2 separate regions of the Oryctolagus cuniculus genome follow, and region 1 is linked to region 2. The links are chromatin contacts, called in public Hi-C maps. All regions are on one chromosome and are shown on one strand. The core of a region is the stretch at or near the end of the contact, and the rest is flanking DNA. Distances in the headings are between cores, read along the strand shown.

Region 1 (4,987 bases), core at 696-3,195, 55 kb after region 2:
GCGAGCTGGAGGCATCTTTCATCGTCTTTCAGGCCAGCTTAGGAACCTTTTTTTTTTTTTTTTTAAATATTTCTTTATTTGGGGTGTGGCAGGGTGGGAGAAGAGAGATCTTCCGTCTCTACAAATGCCCACAGTGAGTGGGAACTTGGCCAGGGGCTGGGCCAGGACCTAACCCAGGAACCAGGAGTGCAGAGCAGGTCTCTGTGAGCGGCAGGGGCACAGGTACTGGAGTCACCGTGCTGCCCCCAGGAGCTCATTGGCAGGAGGCGGGGGCAGGAGTTGAACCCAGGCGCTGCCTGTCAAAGGATCCATGGAGTCACGGACTCACACTTCTGCGATCCTGCAAATTCTCCTGAACGGAAAATCCTGTGATTTCTTTTTAGCTGTTAAGTGCACACAGTGGCTGGCTGCACAGTTCCCTGGTTGGCTTTAGAGTGGTGGCGTCTGGGAGAACGGTTTCGGATCCCTCCATGCCAGCTGCGATCCATCTCGTGCTCTGTGCTTGCCTTTCTTTCTTTCTTTCTTTCTTTCTTTCTTTCTTTCTTTCTTTCTTTCTTTCTTTCTTTCTCTCTCTCTCTCTCTCTCTCTCTCTCTCTCTCTCTCTCTCTCTCTTAGATTTATTTATTTTTTGAAAGGCAGAGTTACAGAGAGGCAGAGAGCGAGAGAGAGAGAGAGAGAGGGAGAGAGAGGGCTTCCATCTGCTGGTTCACTCCCCGGATGGCCACAATGGCCAGAGCTGAGCTGATCAGAAGCCAGGAGCCAGGAGCTTCTTCTGGATCTCCCATGTGGGTGCAGGGGCCCAAGGACTTGGGCCATCTTCTGCTGCTTTCCCAGGCCATAGCAGAGAGCTGGATTGGAAGTGGAGCAGCTGGGTCTTGACCCAGTGCCCATATGGGATGCTGGCACTGCAGGCAGCTTTACTCTCTACGTACGTCACAGTGCCAGCACCAAGAAAGTATTTTTCATACCACAAAGACTTTTAACAAAATCTAATATGATTTATTCACGTGAGTACAATGAACCAATGCAGGAATTCCTCAAGCTATAAAATAGACCTGGGGGGCGGCAACCGTCGGGGAATGGGGCGCCGTCACTGGCGCTGCTCCCTCTGCAGCTCTTGGTGGGCCAGGGTCTGTGGGGACCCAGGCGTCGGCGTTTTGCACTCTGAGGGAGACCGGGGCCCATCCTGTCCTGCCCGACTCTCCTGCAGAAGAGAGAACAGGGCCCCTCCCTGGCCGTGAACTCTGACTTCGCTGCTGTGTTCACACCTGTAAACCTATGCGTGCCTTTTTGCCCCACTGAGCCTCATTTTCAGTCAAAAACTCTCATCTGAATAAAACAAGGTAGATTGATGGAGGTGCGGCCGCGATGTTCTTCTGCTTCGTATCTTGATGCTTGTCGGTCAGAGTGGAGCCTTCTCCTGTCCAAGTCGGTCAGATGCCCTCTGAGGAAGATCCGGGAGAAGGGGTCTTCACGTGGGCCAGTCACTCAGCCGAGGCCGGGGCTGTGTGGATCAGGGCCCGGGGTGACGGTGGCCCCTGCCTCCGGGGCGCGCTGCACGGGGACAAGGTGCATCCCTGGGCGGGGCTGCTGTCTCCTGAGCAGGCTTCATGCCAGCTCCTGCTCTGACCCATTTAAGCCTTGAGGTGGGCAAACCGCAGAGCCCCGATGGGACTGGGCTGGGAGGTGTGGGGTCCAGCCCTGGCCCTCGCTGGGCCTCCGGAAGGTTCCCTGGGAGCCCAGCACCTCCGCCACGGGCCTGGACTCCACCCTGCCTCGGCACCTGCGCTTTGGCCTGGCCCGGCTTGCAGTTTTCGTTTTGTTATAGCCTCAAGAATGCTGACAGAACACTGGCAGGCTTCAGGCCACACCATTCTGACTGTGCCACGCGGAGCCAGAGGCGGCAGCCGGCGCCCGGCAGCCCATGTGCTGACAGTAGAGCCGCTGGCTTTCCAATCTGAGCTGTGTCTGCTCTGGTGGCTCACACAGCCCCAAGAGGGCCAAAGACCCTTCCTCCCACCCAAGGAGGAAATGGGAAACTTCCCCTTATTGTCTCCGGAGTCCTGGTAAAGCAATCAACTTAAGGAAGCCAAAGGCCTGGGGCTTAACTGAGCTGGGGTTTCAGACCTGGTTCCGTTTCTGTCATCCAAAGTCAGCTAACAAAGGAAGCCATCCGGGCTGGCGCGGCGGGGACAGGAACTGGGCGCCTGCACTGCCCCTGCCCGCGGCCTGCTCTCAGGGCATCCGGGTCCTGGGAGCGCTAGGCGATTGTCAAGTGCAGGCCAACGTGAATGCAGAGTCTTTGAGCTGATGGTGATTCCTAGAGGAGTTACTTGTGATCGTCTCAAATGTCTATGAATGAAATGACATTTGAGTTGTTTTTCAAAGTAGCATCAACAGTAGGAGAGTTCGACTCAGCTAACCGGGTGGTGTTGCACCTTAGAAACCCGGAAGTCCTCGGTTCTGAGACAGGTTTCCCCGCTTGCATCGAGGGGTACCGTGAGATACTGCTTACCCCTCGCCGATACCCTCGCGGAAGCTGGCATGCCTCCCATATAAATCGCCAAGTCTCGTAGCTAAGTTTGTCTTCTATAGAGATGTGGTTACGGACAGAACGTCTCATAGTCTCCAGATATGCCAAATACTCTTCAACACAACAGATCGTCGCTGCTCTAATAATTTCATCGTTATCAAGCAGTCGATACAGTACCAGGTTGTTTATCCTGAGTTCAGCGCTAACTCCTCTTGCTCTCCCTGGATTTCGGAGTCTCTGCTGCACTGTTCATTTTCCAATTGGCCTGAATGGCCAGGCAGCCCCTGGGACGTTTTCTCCCAGGTAATTAACTCGGCATTTGCAGAGGATGGGTGGTGTTCCTCCAGAGACTACCGAGTGTGGGAATGCGGTCTGCTTAAACTGATTAGGGCTTGGAATGCTGACCCCAGAAGTAGCCGAGTGCAGCTCCTCTTTTCCTGGACAACTCGATTTTCTCAACCACTTGAACTTGTAGGAAAGGCCGTACATTCCCAGGCCTTGCGCTGTCTGCACGGAAATGAACCATTTGCGTTTTACTGAAAGACTACACAAGAAATCTTGGAAATAACCTAACCACGAGGGCCCACGTGTTCCTAAAGCTATCCCTATGTCCTGCGACCTTGTGCCCAGTCACCTAAGCTGGAGCGGTCCAAGGTGCCCATGGAATATAGTCCAGGAGAAGCAGTAGAGGAGACGGAAGACTTCCTGGAAGAAGCAGCCTCGAGGCTGCCCCAGGTCTGCTCACTCGCCCGACCTGTCAGGTAGAAGAGGCTGCATCCGTGGGCATTTTGCCCACTGGCTCTTGTGGACAGCCCCTCGATGGCCGTTACAGGAGGGTCTGCTGGTTTCCAGTGTGATGAACGGGCGGGATCTTGGGATTGCTAGTGAGTAGCGGCAACACCGGAGCCCCCTGATGGCCGGGTGCTCACAGAGATGGAGGACAACAGCATGGCCCTGCTATCCCCCCCCCGCCCCCGCAGCTGTCAGTGCACCCCAGCCCCTCCCCAGCCGGGGGTCTGTGCAGTGATAGCAGTCACCAGGGAGAGCTCCCCCCCTCCCACTCGCTTCCCTTTTATCTAAAATGTGTGCCTTATCTGATCTGAAAGGGTTGGGGCCGTGGCCAATCTGGAAGTCATTCAGTCTCTGGCCTTGGCAGTCTGGGGCAGATTGAATGTGGCATTGTGGGCTGAGGGCGTGCTGAGTGTGTGCAGGATCCTGCTCGCCCGCGTTACGACGTCGTGGTCCCAGCTGCGCAGCCAGCGCCTGTCTCCGTCAGGCCTCCTGCATCGTAGCATTGGGCCCCGCCCCCGCTTGCACGCATTAGGTTCCTGTCAGGATGGAGAAGTCCCGGCTTACGACGTCATGGCGAGAAAGAGGCCAGTGTGCATTCTTGTGTGTCTACTCTGGGGCCGGCGTGGTGCTGAATATTTTTAATGCCTATTATTAAATCCCCACTTGGCCATGGAAGAAACCAGCTAGCTCAGGGTTTTTAGCTGTGGCGTGATTCACAATTTGAGGGGCATGATTTTGGGGGTGAAGGGGTAGCCTGTGCACTCTAGGCTGTCACCTCCTACACACTGGATGCCAGTAGCACCCCAGTGACCCACACCCCGATTGTGATCAGTTAGCAAGTCACTGGCTGGGGGAGGGGACAGGCTTGCCCTGCACTGACAACCACAGAACTGGCCCCACTTCTTAGCGCTGTTGGCAGGCCAATGACAGCATTCAAGTCCCAGGCAGGGCACCCATCCCGCCCTACTCTGAGAGCATTGAGCCAGCTGAAGGCAATGTTCAGAATGGCCTGGCGTCTCGAGCCAGCTTCGGTCTCGGAGAGTGAGTCCGTGGACATCTGGTGGGCACATCCACCTGCCACGGGAAGCAAGCCCTCCAAAGCCCATCTCCAGGTGCCTGCACAGGAAAAGTGTTGCCTCTGGGGCCGTGGGCAGACCTCCCAGCTCCTGGAACCCAGGAGGCTCAGCCGGCTCCTGAGAAGTGGGACCCCCAAGCCACAGGCAGCCCCTTGCGTGTGGCATAGAGCAGGTCAGATGGGTTTGGAGTCCCTGTTCCCAGTTGAGATGGGTTGCAGGGGCCCCAGCCCAAGCTAGCAGATGGCCCCTCGCCTGTCTCACGAGCCTTAAGGATAAAATCCTCCAGGGGAGGGAGATTTAGAGTTAGGATGCCGGGCCTGAGCCAAGCGATGCAGAAACCCCTGCCTGGGGAGCTTTGGGGCCCTCTGCCCCCCCCCCCCCCCCCCGGGTCCCTGGCCTCTGCCCCACCCTATGGGGAGTCCGCCGCCATGGTTAACAGTGGGTGGTTCTCACTGCTGCCTGCGCACTCTGGAATCCACTGTGGCTGTAGCGCTTGGGCCTTCTGGACGTAAGTCAAGGACATCCAGAGGTCGTCAACCCGCCCCTCAGCGTTTCCCTGCCCCGGGAGAGGAGGTTTATCCGTCCG
Region 2 (4,989 bases), core at 1,529-4,028:
GGAGACTCACTTCCCAGGAACCCCTCAGTCTAAGGTCAATCCAAGGAGACAGGCCCCACCCCCCAAAAGACTCCAAAGACTGAAACTCGGGGGCTCCCTCACTGCTGGCCAGTGGCCAGTGCCTCCCCCCCGCCCTTGTCCATTATAGAGACAGCCAGACACTGGCACGTTCGATGCTTTGTACCTTTTTCGTCACCTGCAAATTGGGGAAACAGTTCCTGAGCTCAGGTGTCTCCAGGGAGGCTTTGCGGTGTTAATGGGCACAGCTTGGCACAGGGGGAGGGCTCATTAAACAATTACTTGCGGCCAGCCCAAGGCTCTCCAGGATCCAAGAGGAAATGCCCCACGCTGGACGGAGCCCGGAGACAGCGGGCCGGGAGGGGGCTTTGATCACGGCTGCCAAGTGTGGAGGGGCTGGACTCGGCACCGTTAAGAGCGACTTTCAATGAATCGAGTTAAAGCTCAAGGAATTGGCTCATGAGTCACAGCTGGTGCCACGGGGGCTGAGCGGCAGCAATCAGTCCAGGGCTGAACCCACCCAGCGCATTCACAGCTTGAGCCAGGACAACTTGCTTTGGCTTTTGTAGCTGTAGGTTCTAAAGGCCAGGAACTGTAATCGGCACCGGGGCCTCAGGTGCCGGCCTCGCCCTCACCCCTGCTCCATCCATGGCTCCCCTACCTTGGCAGGCAGCAGGCGGGAATGCAGACTGCTGGGCTCCACCCCGAAGGACCCAGACACCCAGTGCTTCCTGAGCCAGCCCCCAGGATGCAAGCCGTGTAGTCCGAACAGCTCTGCCAGGTTGTAAATGCTCCTGGCCACCCCCCCCCCCGCCAGGATTAGCTAGCCATGTGCAGCGGGACAAGTGGGGGAGCAGCAGGGAGGCCCTGCAGGCACAGAGAGACAAATCTGGGGTGAGTCCCTAGCTGATCTGCAGCCCTCATGCTCGTCCCAGTTAACAACTCCCGGGAGTCCCCATCCTCTGGAATGAGGATGCGCCTGTTACCACCGGCGCCCCAGGGGACCACGGGAGACACAGACCCAGCAGGGCTGCTGTGCACACATCCCACACTTCGGCTGGGTGCTTCCTGAGGCCTGCCTCCTCCCAGAGTGGGTGTGGGTCGCCCAGGGCTCAGAAGCCTGGGCACGAGGAGCCCCGAGGCCATCACAGAGCAGCTTCAGGGACACTCCAGGTTCCAGGAGCCGCGGGCCTGGACGGCTGTGGCCACAGTCTCCGGGGCAGCAGCTCCTTCCTCGCTCGCTCCCCTGAACATCCCCCTTGGCTTACAGCAGGGCAGAGTTGCGGCGCACACAATGGCTGAGGCCTTGAGCCCTCCACACACTGTGGGGTGAGGTCAGGAGTGCCCAGGCCACAGGACCCGGGACAGTTGGGGGGTGGGCATTTTCAGCCCCCGGAGAGACCACCACACCTGCCCTGTGTGACCCAGGGCTCCAATGAGCTCCTACAAGGTGGCTCCTGCTCCTGACGCAAAATGCAGTGGGACCACCATGCCCAGAGACAGCACCAGCATCAGGGCCGCCGCTGCCCTGCACAGGGTCTCAGGGGCCAGGCCACTGGCGGCTCCCACCTGTGGCTCATCCAGGGCCCACAAGACTTGGGAGAAAGCTCAGGGCTTTCATTGCACCATGGTTAACACTAGGAAGCTGCCTCATTACCCCACAGCCTCCCACTCCACGAAACCAAAATCACACTGCCCGCATTAGCTGGATGCAACAGAGCCCCGCAAACCTTCCAGGGAGACTTCCCGGCTCTTAAGGCATGAGCTGTGCGCCCTGGGCTACGTTTCTAATTATCGCTCTGGGCAAGGGCTGACGCACCCGCACACGCCCGCATGGACACGTGCGGGCCGCCCAGCCCCCGTGGGGCGCAGGGAGCCGCCGCCAGGACTTACCGCCAAGACGCTCTGGGCCAGGAACCCCGCGGTCACGGCCCCCAGCAGCAGCCACCTGGGTGGGAGGAGGGGGGAAAGAGCGACCTGAGCCTGCGGGCCCGGGCTTGTCAGTTCCTGAAAGTAGGCGGGCAGGGGCCCCTGCGAACGGGACCCGTGGGGACCGGGCGCGCAGCCACTTACCGCCGCATGGCTGAGCCCGACGCCGCGCGCCGCTCCCGGCCCATGCTCCCCGTCGGTCCGCTCGTGTGGGTAGCTCCCTGCCTGGAGGCGAGAGACAAAGCGGGTTTAGCAAGGGGAGGGCGGCGAAGCATCCTCGCCGCGGGTTTCCGTAAGGGAGACGCCGGCACAGCGCGGCGCGCCCCTGGCTGCCCCGGAGGGGTGCCCAGAGGCCAGTTCCGGACCAGGCAGAAAGGGGCGCCTCCGCATTAGGCCCGGCCGGCGCCGCTCGGTCCAGGCAGCGCGATCCTCCCCGGGCGGTCGTCCCATCTCTCCACTCCGAACCGGAGGAGCACGCGGCCCCGGGCGCCCCAAGTCCCCCCTCCCTGCGGCCTGGGTCTGGGCGCCGCGCGGGGGTCGCTCTCACCTCCCGGCCGGGCTTCAGGGGCTGCAGCCTGCGCGCGCTGACCGGTCCAGAAGCGCCCGCCCGCGGCGCAGTAGCGGCGGAGCCGGCCTCGCTCGGCCCCGGGCCCCTTGGGCCCCGAGGGGCGGGCGCGGGACTGCGGGGGTCTCGGCGCGGGAGCCCTGAGCGCGGAGCTCAGAGTCTCAGCGTCCCGGCGCACGGCGGCCGCAGTCCCGGGGCTGCGCGCTCCCGCCGCCTCTTACCCGCGCCGCAGGGTCCACCCCTTTGAGACGCCGCCCGCGCACCGTCGCCAAGGGGAGGGGGCAGCGCCAACAAATTGGGGAGCTCCGCCGGCCGCACTCAGGTCTCCGCTCGGAGCCGCCGCGCCCGGGACGGTGCGCAGCGCTCGCGCCCCAGCCCTCGGAGAGCGAGCCTTCCGCCGCGGCCCCCGCGCACCCGGCCGCCGTCCCCCGCCGCCCCGGGCGCGCCACCATGGGGCCCCGGCTCGGCCTCTGGCTGCTGCTGCTGCCCGCCGCCCTCCTGCTGCACGAGGAGCGCAGCCGGGCCGCCGCGAAGGTGAGTCCCTCGCCAGCTCCGCGCCCCGGGGTCCCGCCCCGCGCCCCGCGCCCCGCAGGGCCCCTTTGTCCGCGCCCGGAGCCCTCGGGGGTCCCGCGTGGCGCGGCCGCCTGCGCTCGGGGCCGGATCGCGCATCCATGACGGAGGCCCCTTTGTTAGGGTCTGGGTATGGGAGAGTGAGGGAACAGCTGCGGGCCGGGGGACCGGGACGAGGTTAGCGCGCGCGGTGGCGGGGAGCGGGTGGCCGGGAGCCCATGGGATTGGAACCCGCATCGCGGGCGCTCGGGCAGCCGGGCGCCGCCACCTGCCCAGGGCGCGCGAGGGGGCTTGGGGCCGGAGGAGCGGGCGCGCGCGCGCCGCACGCCGCTCGGAGCCCCCCACACGTGTGCCGGGGAGCGGCTTTGGGCGTGTTTCTCGTTGTTTGGAGACTGGTGGCTGGGGCTGAAGGGCTCTGGGCCGCTTGGCTGGAAGCGGCTGTGTCTTCGCTTTCCCACGGCTTTGCACGCTCGGACGCGGGAGTGAGCTCTCCCGGACGGCCGGCTTTGAAAAGTTACCACCCTGCACTCTCTGCCTTTGATTAATTTATTTTTCTTAAAAAAAAAAAAAGTTGTAACCACAGCTGCACTGGAGGGTGAAGCCAAAGCGAAACTGCATCTCATTGTTCCCCGCACTGTTTTCCTAGCTTCCACTTCCTCTGGCTCTGCGCTCGCCCAGAAGGGAGCCTACGGATCTGCGCGCGGACCGGGCCGGGCCGGGCCGGGCCGGGCCAGGCCAAGCCGAGCCGAGCCGAGCCTGCCTGCACTGCTCCCGGCCGCCGGCTGTCAGGCGGCTCCGAGGCCCGAAGGTGTGGCCTGGAAGGGGTGCGCTTTGCCCACAGAGGCTGCGGCTGCGCGATCCTCCCTGCCCGCCGGACCGCTCGCCCTCTCTGATTCTCAATCTTGCCCGTCGGTGGCTGGGATCATTCTTACTTTTTAAGCTTGACTATTCTGGGCGCGCTGTCCGCCCTAACTGCGCTGCACCCCATATAAAGTATGGGCTGTGACAGACCAGAATACACTGACCATGTGCACACAGGTCTCATCCTGGGTGGTGATGGTTCCGTCAGCAATGAACTTGGGATGGCTCCAATGGGACCCCAGCTTGCCAAGTTCCAGAGCCAGCAGTAAGCATGGCCAAAAAAAAAAAAAAAAAAAAAAAAGGCTTTCACAAGAGTAGGCTTTGGTCTTGAAATAGTGACCAGAAGACTTCTGGCTTCCAGGAAGAGGTGGTTAGGACCCAAGGCCAGTGGGAGAAGGCTCCCGTGGGTGGGGCGAGCGGCTTTTTGGAGCTCGGTTTTCTGGCCGGCGTTGGCCGTTTAGGACTTTGGAAGCGACGGGAGCTGCTCACTCACTGCTGGGAGCTGCTGTTCTCGCCTGAAACTCCAGGCTCCTGATGAGTGGACTCTGGGAGGATTTTTCAGACTTCCCTGTAATTATCCTCTAAAGCACATTCCTGCCCACCGGCTCGGCCGGGTCCCTCCGGGGACTCTGCGTGAGGAGCCCGGCATGGAGGTTGCTCCGATGTTATCGGCACACTCCTTCCCTGCCTTAATTAAAGAACGGTGATTCGTACGCGCATGACTTCGGGTGTACAAGAAAATCCACTTAAAAATATCTGGCTAATTTTAAAATTGGTCTCACTTTTCATGCCACCCGTAATGTGTTCGCTGAGCTCCTCCCAAAGCCAGCTGTTGGGTACACCAACGCCTCCCCGTAACAGCAGTATCCATCCAAGCCAAGTATGGTGCAGATGTGCCCTGTCCTAGCTCCGGCGCCAATGGGTGTGGCTCTTGGGTCGCCTGGATGCCACTTTACCTGCCCTTGGCCAGCACCTACGGCGTGCCAGCATGGGCCGCCCAGTGCGGTGGGCTGTTTGCTCCTGCCTTTGGCCACATGTGCTGTCAT

What was found. Hi-C and Micro-C count contacts between places; a contact is called where the count stands out from the background.
Region 1: a contact with region 2 is called in a Hi-C map of an unstated tissue, with 2.6 times the contacts expected there. The contact joins the enhancer-like site here to the promoter of COL4A2 in region 2. A contact is called at or near these places in 3 of 6 Hi-C or Micro-C datasets (ear pinna, psoas muscle and an unstated tissue).

Annotation. Positions count from the first base shown.
Region 1 is chr9:2,687,231-2,692,217 of mOryCun1.1, forward strand. All of the region lies in intron 2 of COL4A1 (collagen type IV alpha 1 chain), which reads left to right. Among named protein-coding and RNA genes, the nearest start is that of COL4A1, 55 kb to the left of the region's middle. Within about 2 kb of position 1,946, at least 2 of the 8 cell types and tissues checked have an H3K27ac peak or open chromatin away from gene starts, as enhancers often do.
Region 2 is chr9:2,631,846-2,636,834 of mOryCun1.1, forward strand. It overlaps COL4A2 (collagen type IV alpha 2 chain), which reads right to left and starts at 2,779. Exons shown (of 48, transcript XM_051849971.2): 1 at 2,495-2,779; 2 at 2,092-2,172; 3 at 1,912-1,966. The coding sequence starts at 2,135. It overlaps COL4A1 (collagen type IV alpha 1 chain), which reads left to right and starts at 2,801. Exons shown (of 52, transcript XM_051849972.2): 1 at 2,801-3,046. The coding sequence starts at 2,963.